Regions from separate parts of the Mus musculus genome. Here region 2 is linked to region 1. A link is a contact called in public promoter capture Hi-C data. All regions are on one chromosome and are shown on one strand. Each heading gives the region's core, a stretch centred on a gene start, on an enhancer-like site or on the middle of the called end of the contact. The rest is flanking DNA. Distances are from core to core; before and after follow the strand shown.

Region 1 (5,967 bases), core at 1,149-3,648:
GAATTTGCTAACTGCAGAGGTCCTGGACTGATACCCTTGAATGTACCAAGGAAAGACCTTCATGTAAAATGCAATCCTGTCTTAAGCTTAGTCTCCAATGGGCACATATGACTTACAAACATAAATTCACTGGAATTGTGTTAATCTACTCTAGTGGTATCTATGAGAAAGGAGCAGTTGCTTTATGGAGATTTGATCTTAAGGGAATCACCCCTGGGGAGGAGCGATGCTTAAGAGAATCTGAGCAGCAAGCTGGGGACAAAGACCTAGGGTATAAGTATGGCGAGCCATGGGATGGTGGGAACGATCAGTGGCGTGATCAAGACAAGGAATGAGACTGTTAAGCGCAAAGTCAGCCAAATGCAGGGCATAGGTAAAGGCCCACAACAGTGCTACAGGGAATGAGCAAGCAGAGTCACCCTCCCTGAGGGGGCGTTTCAGCAGAGAGGCGGAAGCAGCAGGGCTTAGACGACGATAAGGTGGCGAGTGGCAGTGTAGGAATCCTGGAACTATTAGAGTTTGGCCAAAGAGGGAAGAGCAACAGGCCAGTGGCTAATGCGTGATGATGTTTAGTAACTTTCTGTTGTTGTCTTCACGCTTTCCTTCTCACTCCACAGTACTCCCAAAGTGGCAGAAATCCATTTGAACCCTAAAACTCACACTATGCTAAAAGCTCCTACCGACAAGGCTCACTCCTGCCTGGGAGCCTTCCTTTTCCCCACCCATTCTCTGTCCTGGGCATAGGCCAGGGGACTGCTGAATGAGGCCCCTGTGAGCAAGGGTGGAGCTGAAGGGATCCTCCCCACAGAGCTGACCGGCCTCTCTCCCACATGGAAAGCTGTGGTGGTCTGAACACTCCTGGGCATACAGATACAAATCCCAACTTCTTTCTCTGTTTGTCAATGTCTGACCCATCCAGGAAAGTCTACATACAGAGCTCAGTTTAGATCTTGAAAACTGGAAAAAGAAGGTCTTGCAATTTATGAGTCCCTCGATTTTCAGAAGCCACTCAAGTGGTACCGGAAGGTCCGTGCTGGATTCAATGTTCCCGTTATAGTTTTGGTAAATTCTTTAACCTGCCCAGGCTTTTTAGTACTCTCCTCGGTGACTTTAAAGTACCCATAATAGCGTCTTCCTTATAGGGCTTCAAGAGGGTTCTTGAGACACACCAGTGAAATGTTTGTCACGGTGCTTGGCAAGGCAGCTTGAAATAAGTTGAAATACAAGTTATTGTTGAAGGGAATGGGCCCCAGAGGAGCTGAGAGAAAGTCCAATGTTATTGTAAATATACAAAGAAAACGTGTTCCTTAAAACTTCTTTTAAAGTATCTTGTAGAAACAAATAACCAATTCCAAATCCACATTTACAAATCATCAGATTTATAGGAGAAAAAAAAGTTTCACCTCTCTAGTGGACCTGCTCAATTAAGACAGTTAACCTTCTTAACCAGGGGGCGGAACTGGGGGCGTTGCATTAATTTCCTGGCCTGTCAGGACAGCTTGCATAAGAGAGCCCTTGGGTATATTGTTATTGCTTTAATGAAAATTCAGGTCCAGCCCCCTTGGTGGAACAGGTCCAGCAGAGACTGGACTTTTCAAAAGCCTGAACCCAGGCAGCAGGCCCGGCAGGGGAGGAAGCGCCTTTCCCAAGCCAACCAGAGGGCAGGGAGAGAGGCTTGGCACCTGCGGGCCCAGATCGCTGGCTTAACGCCCCAGGGGGATGAGTGCTCCGGTCACCCCGGCCCTCCCAACACCTGGCCTCGAGTCAGCGGGAGGTGCCCCAATCCCAGACCAGAATAGCACAGCGCCACGCAGGGTCTGCACGGCGGGCTCACCTTTCCCCGGCATAGCCATTGCGAAACGTGGGGTGTGGGGGGATGGGGTGGACGGGAAGCCGAATAGGGGTGTGGGGGCGGGGGTACTGCCAAGGTCAAGGGAGCGTGCGCGGGGCGGGGACGGGATGGTGGCGCGCACGGAAGCGCCGGCCCAGAGAAGCCCGCACGTAGCACACGCTCAGCCCGGCCCGCGCGTCCCTTACCCCGTTGGCTGCAGCGATGCGTACGATGAGCTGGATGGCCTCGGTCATGTAGAAGCGGCCGTCCCCGCCCACAACCAGCGTGGCCTCCTGCCTCAGCGCCGGCTCCACGGTAGAGACGATGCTCTGGATGAAATTCTCCGCATAGTTGGCGTTGCTCTGGAAAACCTTCACTCGCTTCCGCAATCCGCTGGTGCCCGGCTTCTGATCCGGATATGCCTGCGTCTTCACTGTCACGATCTTCACCATGGTGGCGGTTGGCTGCGAGGCGACAGTGGCTGCGGCTCTGGCTGCTGCAGAGGGCTCAGGGTCCGCTCTGCTCTTGCCCTGGAAACGATGGCCCAGGGCCTGCCCACGGCCCGCCCACTTCGCCAAAGTCCGGCTGCCTGGGAAGAGGGACGGGTCACGGGGTCGAGAGGGGCGGAGTCTCCCCGACTGACACATCTCTACCTGAGCCAATGGTCTATATAAAGAAACTAGCTCTTTAACTGGAGAGCAGAGCTTCATCTATCGATCATAGTGCAAGGACGAAGAGTTCAGCACGTTACTGTGATTGGACTAGAGTGTCACGTATACATTCCAGAAGCTGGTCTAAAAGACAGAAAAGCCATCCTCCGACTTTTTTTTTTTCTGCAAGGACAGGCTCAACCCCAAAGTTATATTCAGCTTTCTACTTTTTATGTGTTTGCTGTGGGCCACATGCTACTTCATTAGTGATTGTGGATATCCGAAGAACTGATTTGTTTAGTGTATAGTTTCTAGATCTTCCAAAAGTACGGGTTTTATTTTTCCGTGCTTCTGCTCACAACACTGAGAAATTCCGATAATAAAATCCTTCCTCGCCGGGCGGTGGTGGCACATGCCTTTAATCCCATCACTTGGGAGGCAGAGGCAGGCAGATTTCTGAGTTCGAGGCCAGCCTGGTCTATAGAGTGAGTTCCAGGAAAGCCAGGGCTACACAGAGAAACCCTGTCTCGAAAAACAAAACAAAATCCTTCATCACTTGAGGAAGTTCAGCTCAGTTTGGGTCTGAACAAGCCAGGCAGGCTCTTACCAGGGTTGGCCTGTCTGTCATCCATCACGTTTGACAACTAGGAAATGGAAACTTTGAAGGCAGCCTAGATAAACATAGATACAGCTATAAGGCGTCAAAGGATTACTGTGACAGCGGACCCAGTGATTGTGAAAACAGCAAGAGCTAAGGCAGTCAAAAAGGATTTGATTATTCGGTAGGAATATTTTCTTCTGCCTTTCTTAGTTTTTTTTTGTTTTTGTTTTTGTTTTTTTGTTAAGAGTCTCTGCTTGACAAATGTGTCATTTTAGTATACCAAGAAAACAAATACCTTTAAGAAAGTTAAGTCTGTGAGTGTCCATCTTAAACAAATGTAAAACCTTTCAAAAAGGATTTCTGCAAGAAAGAGGTTGTGGTGATGATGACTGTGCCTGTATTCCTACACACACACACACCCAGAGAGAGAGAGAGAGAGAGAAAGAAAGAGAGAGAGAGAGAGGGAAAGAGAGAGAGAGAGAAACATTCCATAGAGGCATAGACCTATACAGACTTGAAATGACCCCAGCTTAGTACAGTCCACGTGAAATCAGTATTAGTTGATGCAGTCATCAGACTGTACTTAAAACCTATCAAGCCTAAAATTATCAGCTCCTCTCTCCAGTTGCAGTACTAGAACATACTGATAACCCATGAACTGAGCTTGTACTCATACTTTCACAGTGGCTAATTGGTGTCTCTTGATCAAGCAGGGAGGTTGGCTGACATATGTAAGTTCTGCCTCAGAACAAATGCTAATAGGTATATGGATATGAAGTTTATGTGTATACAGCATAGCTGGTTATAATCACTGTCATTGAGCTTCTGTGGTAGCTATGTGGAAACTGACAGCTGCTCATAATTTCTAATATTTTCCTAAGAATTTACAGCTTATAGTCATATTTTTGTAAAGTAAGTTGTGTTTTCAAACTCATTAGGTGAGAAAATTAGTTAAAGGTAGAATAGTGAGTGTGACTGAGATTACCTAACTCAAAAATGAAAATATAGCATAGAATCCTCCAAGTCTTACAAACATCCACTTTAGATTTATATAGTTTACATTAGTGCTTTCACCTAGGTACTAATAAAAAGTACTCAACAAATGGTATCACACAAAGTGCTGGGCTCAGACTCGGAACCCATGCATGCCCTTCCCGAGGTCTTAACTGTCTATGGAAGTATGATGAAGCTGTTCACTTAAGACTGGATCTGTACTTCTCTCACCTCAGAACATGCAGCAGTTAGCTTCAGCCACATAGCAAATCCATCTAAAACTTATTAGCTTAATACATCCTCCATGCATTATCCCTCGGGCTGTTGTTTATGCAAGTGTTACAGCCCTAAGGGGAAAGACTGCCCCAATTCAAGTGTTACAGCTCTGAAGGGAAGGTATCCTGGCAGTCAGGAGCCAAGGAATACCAGAGTCACACTGCACAACAAACCTCACACAAGAGATACACGGGGAAAGACACGAAAGGGTGACTGACTGCCTGTGCTCAGGCAAGAAGCAGCAGAGAACTGAGCAGAGGCAGGCTTCTTGTATGGGGTTTTTTGGGGGCAGGGTTTACCAGGTTGGAGATTTCCAGGGCGGAGGGGGATTGCTGAGATTTCAAGTCCTGAGCTTGGAGTGAGCCCAGGGATTGGTGGGTTTTGAAAACCCAGAAGTGAGCTTGGAGTTTTTTACCCTACAGGTTAACTGAGCCATTATGCGGATCTGAGCAAGACTCAGCCAATCTTGGCTAGATCCAGCGTCTCCTTTACAGCCCCTATGATCCTAGCAATCATTTATGTAATCCCTTCGAATTACTTTTCCAGTGCTATGTACCAAAATAACACACACACACACACACACACACACACACACACACACACACACACACACACACACACGGTGATTGAAAGTGCCCATTTATTACCTCAAAACTCTTTAAGTCAGAACTCTGCCACATTTGGCTGTGTTCCACATTCTCAGCATATGTAAAACGATTGAAATCATGGTCTTGACTGGGCTGGGCAAAGTGTTAAAGGTAAATCAACATAGATGCCACAGTCTAAATACCCAAAGTCCAATCGCCTGTAGCCATGTAGCCGTGTATTGCAAACTGCACTCATCCTGATTGCCCTCAACCACTACTATCTCCAGTCATAACCAGCACAGAAAGTCCTTGTCATCATGAGTCAACAAAACCTACCAGCTACAGGCAGCTTACAGAGCTGTGCTTGCCATGGAAGGATGCTGATGTGCGACAGCACTGTGGAGGGAGCCTGGGCTTTATAAGGCGAGCAGGCTTTTGCTTCTTTCTTAGAGAAAGAACTGCTTGGTGAACTACTCTGGCAACAATAAACTACAATTTAGAACTGTTTTGAGCTGAGTGCTTTGGACACATCTCTTGAGATTGCTAAGAACACTGTTTTCCTGGCATCTGTGGAGCTGAGACCCCTACTTCTTTGGAAGCTGTAATCCACTCCACTTGGCTACACTGTCCTCAGGATCAAATCTGACTTATTCTAAAACTGACTTGTGTGTAAGGTGCGCACACTCCAGCACTGCAGCCTGAGAACACCCTGCAGAAGATTGTTCTCTCCTTCCAGCATGAGTTCTAGGGGTAGAACTCGGGTTATCAGGCTTGGCCCCAGGGCAAAACATACATACATACATACATACATACATACATACATACATACATACATACATACATACCAGTCTGTGTGACCTGTATCACGAAATCTCAATAGCTACAGTTGCCCGTACTAGACCATGCCAGTAAATGCTCAGGCAAAGATGGGCAAAGAGCTGTTGGAGAGAGGCAACACACATGTCTACTCACCCTAGATGGGGAGCCCGTGACAGACCATAGTACAGATCCTGTGTTACAGCTCTGAGG
Region 2 (5,967 bases), core at 1,176-3,675, 610 kb before region 1:
GAACAGATTAAACGTTTCTTGGCTAGTTAGGCCTTTTGATCATATCCCAGAGTCCCTGGGTACCGTGGACCTGTCCTTTTTTCCTTTATGGATATTTGAGTGCAGTGTTGCCAGCCCTGTGTGTCTCTGATATTCTTTCTTCTCTTGGCTGAGTATACTGGTGACAATTCTGCTCTGTTTTTGCCTGCCTGCTTAAGTTTTTTATTTTCAATGTTGCCCCTGTCTTTTTTTTAATTTAGTACACTTTGAAGTTTGTAGAAGATTTCTTTTGCAGTGATTTTCTAGTCTTCCCATAGAAGAGGGTGTTTATAAAATAGGAATTTTAGTGGAATTTCAAGTTATAAATACACAATTATATATAAATTTTAATTTATCAATAAAGTTTAATACATACATGTAAATTTTTAGAGACAAGAGCTATTTAATCCATCTTAATCTTAAACTCACAATCCCCTGCCTCAGCCTCCCAACTGCTGGGATTTCAAATATATACTGAGTACAGTATGCATTTTTACAGTATTTATTTATGTTTATCTATAGATAATCTCTGTCTTTTACCTGTCTTCTATTTATTTCTTCATGATTTTCATGGTCTTATTTTATTTTATTTTATTTTTATTTTGGTTTTTCGAAACAGGGTTTCTCAGTATAGCCTTAGCTGTCCTGGAACTCACTCTGTAGACCAGGCTGGCCTCGAACTCAGAAATCTGCCTGCCTCTGCCTCCCGAGTGCTGGGACTAAAGGTGTGTGCCACCACGCCTGGCTTCATGGTTTTATTTTAACTGAAAATAAATTCCACCCCCCCCCCCCATATAACATTCTGATTATGGTTTCTCCTTTCTCATCTTCCTAGGTCCTTCCCACCTTCCCACCTATTTAGCTCTACCTCTCTCTGTCTCTCTGTCTCTCTGTCTCTCAGTCTCTCTCTGTCTCAAAAAAAAAAAAAAAAAAAAAAAAAACCCCAGGCAAATAAGAAAACAAAACAGAATAGAACAAAAACAAACACAGAGAAAAAAAAAGAAACAAAGAAAAATCATGAGAAGTACGTACACATGCACTGGAAACTCAGAAAACCACAAAACCAGAAATCATAACACATAAGCAACGGATCAGTAAAGCTACAACTACAAACGCCCAGGCAAAGCACTTGAGACAAAATACAACCTCCGATGGATTCCTGCGTCTGTCTGAGATGGCCGTCTGTGTCCAGATGTGCGTGTTAACATGTCTGTTAACTACATCAGTGTGTCAGTGGCATCTGCTCTGGGTTCCAATCTCCTGCTCAGGTTCCTAACCAGTCCTTTGGTATGGGAGGAGTTTTCTGAGCATTCCTCTCTTCCTTTAGATGTGGTTGTGCTTTGCTCTGACATGTAATCCAATGCCTTTGACTCAGCTTAAACCTTCCATGGCTCATTTTAGGTTCTCGAGGTTCTGGGATAGGCGTTTCTTGGGGACTAGACATGGCCTTTCTTAAATCTAGCCGATGTTCATTCTCTCCCTCTGACAAGGTCTGATTGATGGAGCCCAGGCTGGCTTTGAACTTTCTGTGCCTGTGAATGACCTTGAACTCCTGATCTTTGTGCCTCCACTTCTCAAATTCTGGGATTATAGATAGGCATGTGCTAATGGATCCAGCCATCCAGTATTTCTTGTATCATAAGGTCTCTCCACTCAAGCTTATGTGAATGAGGTTGCTTTCATGGAGCCCAGGGATGGAGCTGAGGTTGTCAGGCTTGTTCATTGGCTGCCATTGCTCCTTGATTTAACCATCTGCAGCTGTACCGTGGGGCAGCACTTGGGGAGCAGAGGCCGGAGAAACAAGGGAGCAAGGTCAGACCCAGATAGGCCAAGGGCAGCCTGCGCCAATGACAGCGTTTCTGAGCCAAATTATAAAAACGAAATGTTTGCCGTTACTCAAAAAATACAGATTAGATCACAATGGCACAAAATATCATAAAAAGGAAAAACTCTTAATAATTGCTTATTTAAGGATTCTTACACAATTTCAGGATCACCACAAATTGCAACAAGCTCCTGAAAAGTAGGTTTATGCTCATAGAGGGAATCATGAAATTATTTTGTCCTTTCATAAATACCTTGACTTTTGGTAACATGCCGTAATGAGATCTCTTGTCTTCTTTCTCATTCTTCTACTAAAATATAATTTAATATTCTGCTAAAATTTAATTTAATAAAGGAACAGAATCTTCCTTCCTTGCATCTCAGGGAGTGGGAGGGAAAAAAGGAAGGTGTGAGGGAGGGGGAAGGAAAGGAGAGAGACCAGCACAGGCCAGAGCACTTCAGATGGAGCAGAATCAAACAGGAGCAGACGAACCTTGAACCTCATATGCGGCTCTAAGAAGAGCTGTGCTGTTTGGGGTCAAAGTCTACCAAATCCTCTGCCACAACCACAAAGCCACAGGAAAGTGGTGAAACCAGTTACTGCCACAAGACCAGAAAGAAATCAAGTCTATTACAAGATATTTACAGAACTGGATATGTTTATCTTCAGAAACGCATGGCACAGAGGAGAGCAGCAGCCCTCTTCTGAAATGGAACACTCTCACAGGCTAGACAAAGCCTGCTGCAGTCCACTTCTGCCTCCATCTTTTTGGGATCACACCTTCTCCCAGCTGTAACCCTGCCTGGGGCCCTCAGAGTCTGCTCTGGTACCTGGCTGTGGTACTGCAGGCCAAGATTCAAACCTCAGCTGTTAGGAAAAGTACAACCTCAGACAGCTTAAGCTTTATATATTTTAAATCCTTTTCTACAGTTTTACAACATGCCGATACTTTCCAATTTCCTGGACAGTTTCACAGACAAGCTGAAGGAATTGGGGATGGTTGAACACCATCAGGTGTCAGAAGTAGATAGAGGGAAGGAGGATTAGAGCACTGGGCACAAAGTGTCTCTAAGAGAGAGAAAGTACTGGCCTGGGAGGGAAGGTTTTCCTCTTGCCCTCTCTTGCCCTCTCTTGCCCTCTCTTGCCCTCTCTTGCCCTCTCCTTCTTCCCCCCTCTTCCCCCCTCTTCCCCTCTCTTTCCCTCTCCTCTTCTTCCCCCCTCTTCCCCTCTCTTCCCCTCTCTTCCCCTCTCTTCCCCTCTCTTCCCCCTCTTCCCCCCCTCCCCTCTTCCCCCTCTTCGCCTCTCTTCCTCCCTCTTCCCCCCTTTCCCCCCTCCTCCCCCTCTTCGCCTCTCTTCCCCTCTTTCGCCCCCTCTCCCCCCTCTTCCCCCCTCTTCGCCTCTCTTCCCCTCTTTTCCCCCCTCCTCCCCCCTCTTCCCCCCTCTTCCCCCCTCTTCCCCCTTCCCCCTATTCCCCCCTCTTCCCCCCTCTTCCCCCCTCTTCCCCCCTCTTCCCCTCTCTTCCCCTCTCTTCCCCTCTCTTCCCCTCCTCTTCCCCCACTCTTCGCCTCTCTTCCCCCTCTTCCCCTCTCTTCCCCCTCTTCCCCCCTCCCCTCTTCCCCCTCTTCGCCTCTCTTCCTCCCTCTTCCCCCCTTTCCCCCCTCCTCCCCCTCTTCGCCTCTCTTCCCCTCTTTCCCCCCTCTCCTCCCTCTTCCCCCCTTTTCACCTCTCTTCCCCCCTTTTCCCCCCTCCTCCCCTCTCTTCCCCCCTCTTCGCCCCTCTTCCCTTCTCTTCGCCTCTCTTTGTTTTGTGGCCTGTAGGCCACACCCAGGCCTTGGGAATGCTAGGGAAGTGTCCTGCCACTTGGGTTTTGCAGCACATGATTCTACCTCAGGAAGAGCTGACACTGGTGCCTTGAATTCTTGACTCTCCTGTCCCCATGTCCCAAGTTCAGGAACTGTGCATGTATGCCACTATGCCTGGAGAACTCAGTTTTTCAAACTTTCTTTTTCTTTTTCTTTTTCTTTTTCTTGATTCTATTTTTTTTTCCTTATCTACATTTTAGAATGTAAGCATTTGTCAGCACTGATGCCAATTCTCTCTTTAACCACAAGATGGCACTCGAGGGCTAATCTTTGGGGAATAAAAAGGCTTGCTTTTTCTTAAAAATACATCTCTGTAATTACGTAAACCGGCAAGAATGATATTTAAACCAAATCACTCTGAAAGGACAGCACAAACATACATGAAGTGTGTTAAATGAATGTGTTTCTATGTAACTGGAGGGAAAGGGAATCAGCTATTCCAAGAGAAAGATGATTTGTGTTTTATGTGTTTAAATACAGACAACCAAAAAATAAAAAATAAAAAAAAAAAAGAAAAGACAAGAAAAAACCACAACCAGTTAAAATCATATGTAAGCATAATACATACTAACTCCATAAATCAAAATACAAGACGGCTGAGTCCAGAGTGGGCTCTGTAAATACAAGAAAGGTTTACAGTGATATTTGACCCTCTACAGGTATTCACCTCCTTTTCAATAGACTCCAGTGAGATGAAGAGTAAATGCTGAAGTTGGTACACACATGCAGTCCCTTTCCTTAATGGTGGACGTAATTTGCTCTTGCCTGTACACAGTCAGGGTATGTATACTTACTGAAACTTTATATCTTTAGGAAGTACATGTTTTAAATTTCAAATAAGGTTTGTACTTATAAACACAATTTGATTGATCTCTGTGCCTTATTTTTTAAAAAACTGGTAAATTAGAGAAAGCTCTTGAACTGGTGACTCAGGTGACAGTGGAGGTGAGGAGCCTGGGCTGGATGCTGTGCACTGGGTGATCACTGGGTGATGGATGTGGAGCGTGTCAGCTGTGGCTCTGTAGGATGCTGATGCATCTTTGTGTGCTACACTTGAGCTCTGCCTGCCAACTCCGATACAACGTTGGGCATGAGGGGGGCGTGCCTAGTGAGTGAACAGTAATCCCCCAAGCTACTTCCTGCCCCTTCTATACCTCTTTCTTAGCTTATGTCGCTGGAACAAATCACCTGAGATTATCAACCTAAAAAGAAAAAAAGGTTTTTTTGTGGGTCGTGATTTCAGTCTATGGTTGGTGGGTCCCATCACTTTGAGTCTTTGACAAGGCGGGGCATTATAATAATAAAGCAAAGCTTCATACTTCATGGTGGTCAGAGAACAAAAAGAAGGATGGACTGGGGTATCAGTGCTCCCCCAAAAGCATGCCTCAATGATGTAACTTCCCTTTACAAGACCCTACCTCCTGAAGATCCCACCAACTCCTGGTAGCACCACAGACCATGCCCGTAGCTTGGTCTACTGGTTGCTTTACTGTTGCTGTGGTAAAATACCATGACCAAAAGCAACCTGCAGAGGAGAGGGTTTGTTTGGCTTACAAGTTACAGTCTATCATCAGGAGAAGGGAAAGCAGGAACTCAGGGCAGGAACCTGGAGACAAACTGAAGGAACATGAAGGAACAAGCCATGAAGGAACACTGCTTCCGGAATTGCCAAGCTGCTTTGTTTTTTCACCCAGGGCCACCTGCCCAGGGTTGGTGCCACCTGCCCAGGGTTGGTGCCACCTGCCCAGGGTTGGTACCATCCCTGCAGGCCCTCTTCTAATAATTAGCTATCAAGGACGTACTGACGGGCAACCTGATGGGGGCATTTTCCCAATGGAAGTTTCTCTTCCCAGATGACTCTAGTTGGTATCATGTTGACCAAAAACCAAGTGGGACTCATGATCTTTGGGGAACAGGAAAGATTCAGTCTGTAGCAATCTGCTGTGTGTGCAGAGGAACAACATCCTTTTAAGAGACTATATGCTGAAGGTAAAACTCTACCAGAATTAATAACTTAGATAACTTGCTGGCTGTCAGAGCTTAGACTCTGCATAGGGATTGTTTCTGTTGCTAGATGCATTGTAATGATACAGTGGCACTCATTCACTGGAGCATACAGCAGTGTTACACGTGCATAACAAGAACACTCTAAAGAACAGTCTTTGTTACTATTGATTTTATGCATTCACTATTTCTCTTGAGAAAATAAGTACAAACCACAGATTGGATGTTAGATTCATTTTCTTTTCCATGTCTTAGAAA

The links. Promoter capture Hi-C pulls out the DNA fragments that hold promoters and counts their contacts.
Region 2: a contact with region 1 is called in a promoter capture Hi-C map of liver, with 6 times the contacts expected there. The contact joins the enhancer-like site here to the promoter of Pgm1 in region 1. A contact is called at or near these places in 13 of 39 promoter capture datasets (the 3T3-L1 cell line, 3T3-L1-derived adipocytes, the C10 cell line and 8 more), 2 of 15 datasets of contacts at CTCF or cohesin (pro-B cells and stem cell-derived epiblast-like cells), 5 of 484 Hi-C or Micro-C datasets (cerebral cortex, muscle stem cells, nephron progenitors and 2 more), 11 of 115 datasets of contacts at active chromatin or transcription factors (bone marrow-derived macrophages, craniofacial prominence, embryonic basal ganglia and 8 more) and 3 of 9 other capture datasets (adipose tissue, embryonic tail and liver).

What each region holds. Positions count from the first base shown.
Region 1 is chr4:99,925,882-99,931,848 of GRCm38.p6, reverse strand. Pgm1 (phosphoglucomutase 1) reads right to left here and starts at 2,398. Exons shown (of 11, transcript NM_028132.3): 1 at 2,038-2,398. The coding sequence starts at 2,283. It overlaps BC062258 (a long non-coding RNA gene), which reads right to left and starts at 2,031. Exons shown (of 2, transcript XR_003955079.1): 1 at 1,835-2,031; 2 at 1-1,204.
Region 2 is chr4:100,536,084-100,542,050 of GRCm38.p6, reverse strand. The region is part of intron 8 of Ube2u (ubiquitin-conjugating enzyme E2U (putative)); the gene reads right to left. Among named protein-coding and RNA genes, the nearest start is that of Ube2uos, 11 kb to the right of the region's middle. Within about 2 kb of position 2,425, at least 7 of the 459 cell types and tissues checked have an H3K27ac peak or open chromatin away from gene starts, as enhancers often do. A contact at or near this core is called in liver, where this site is marked.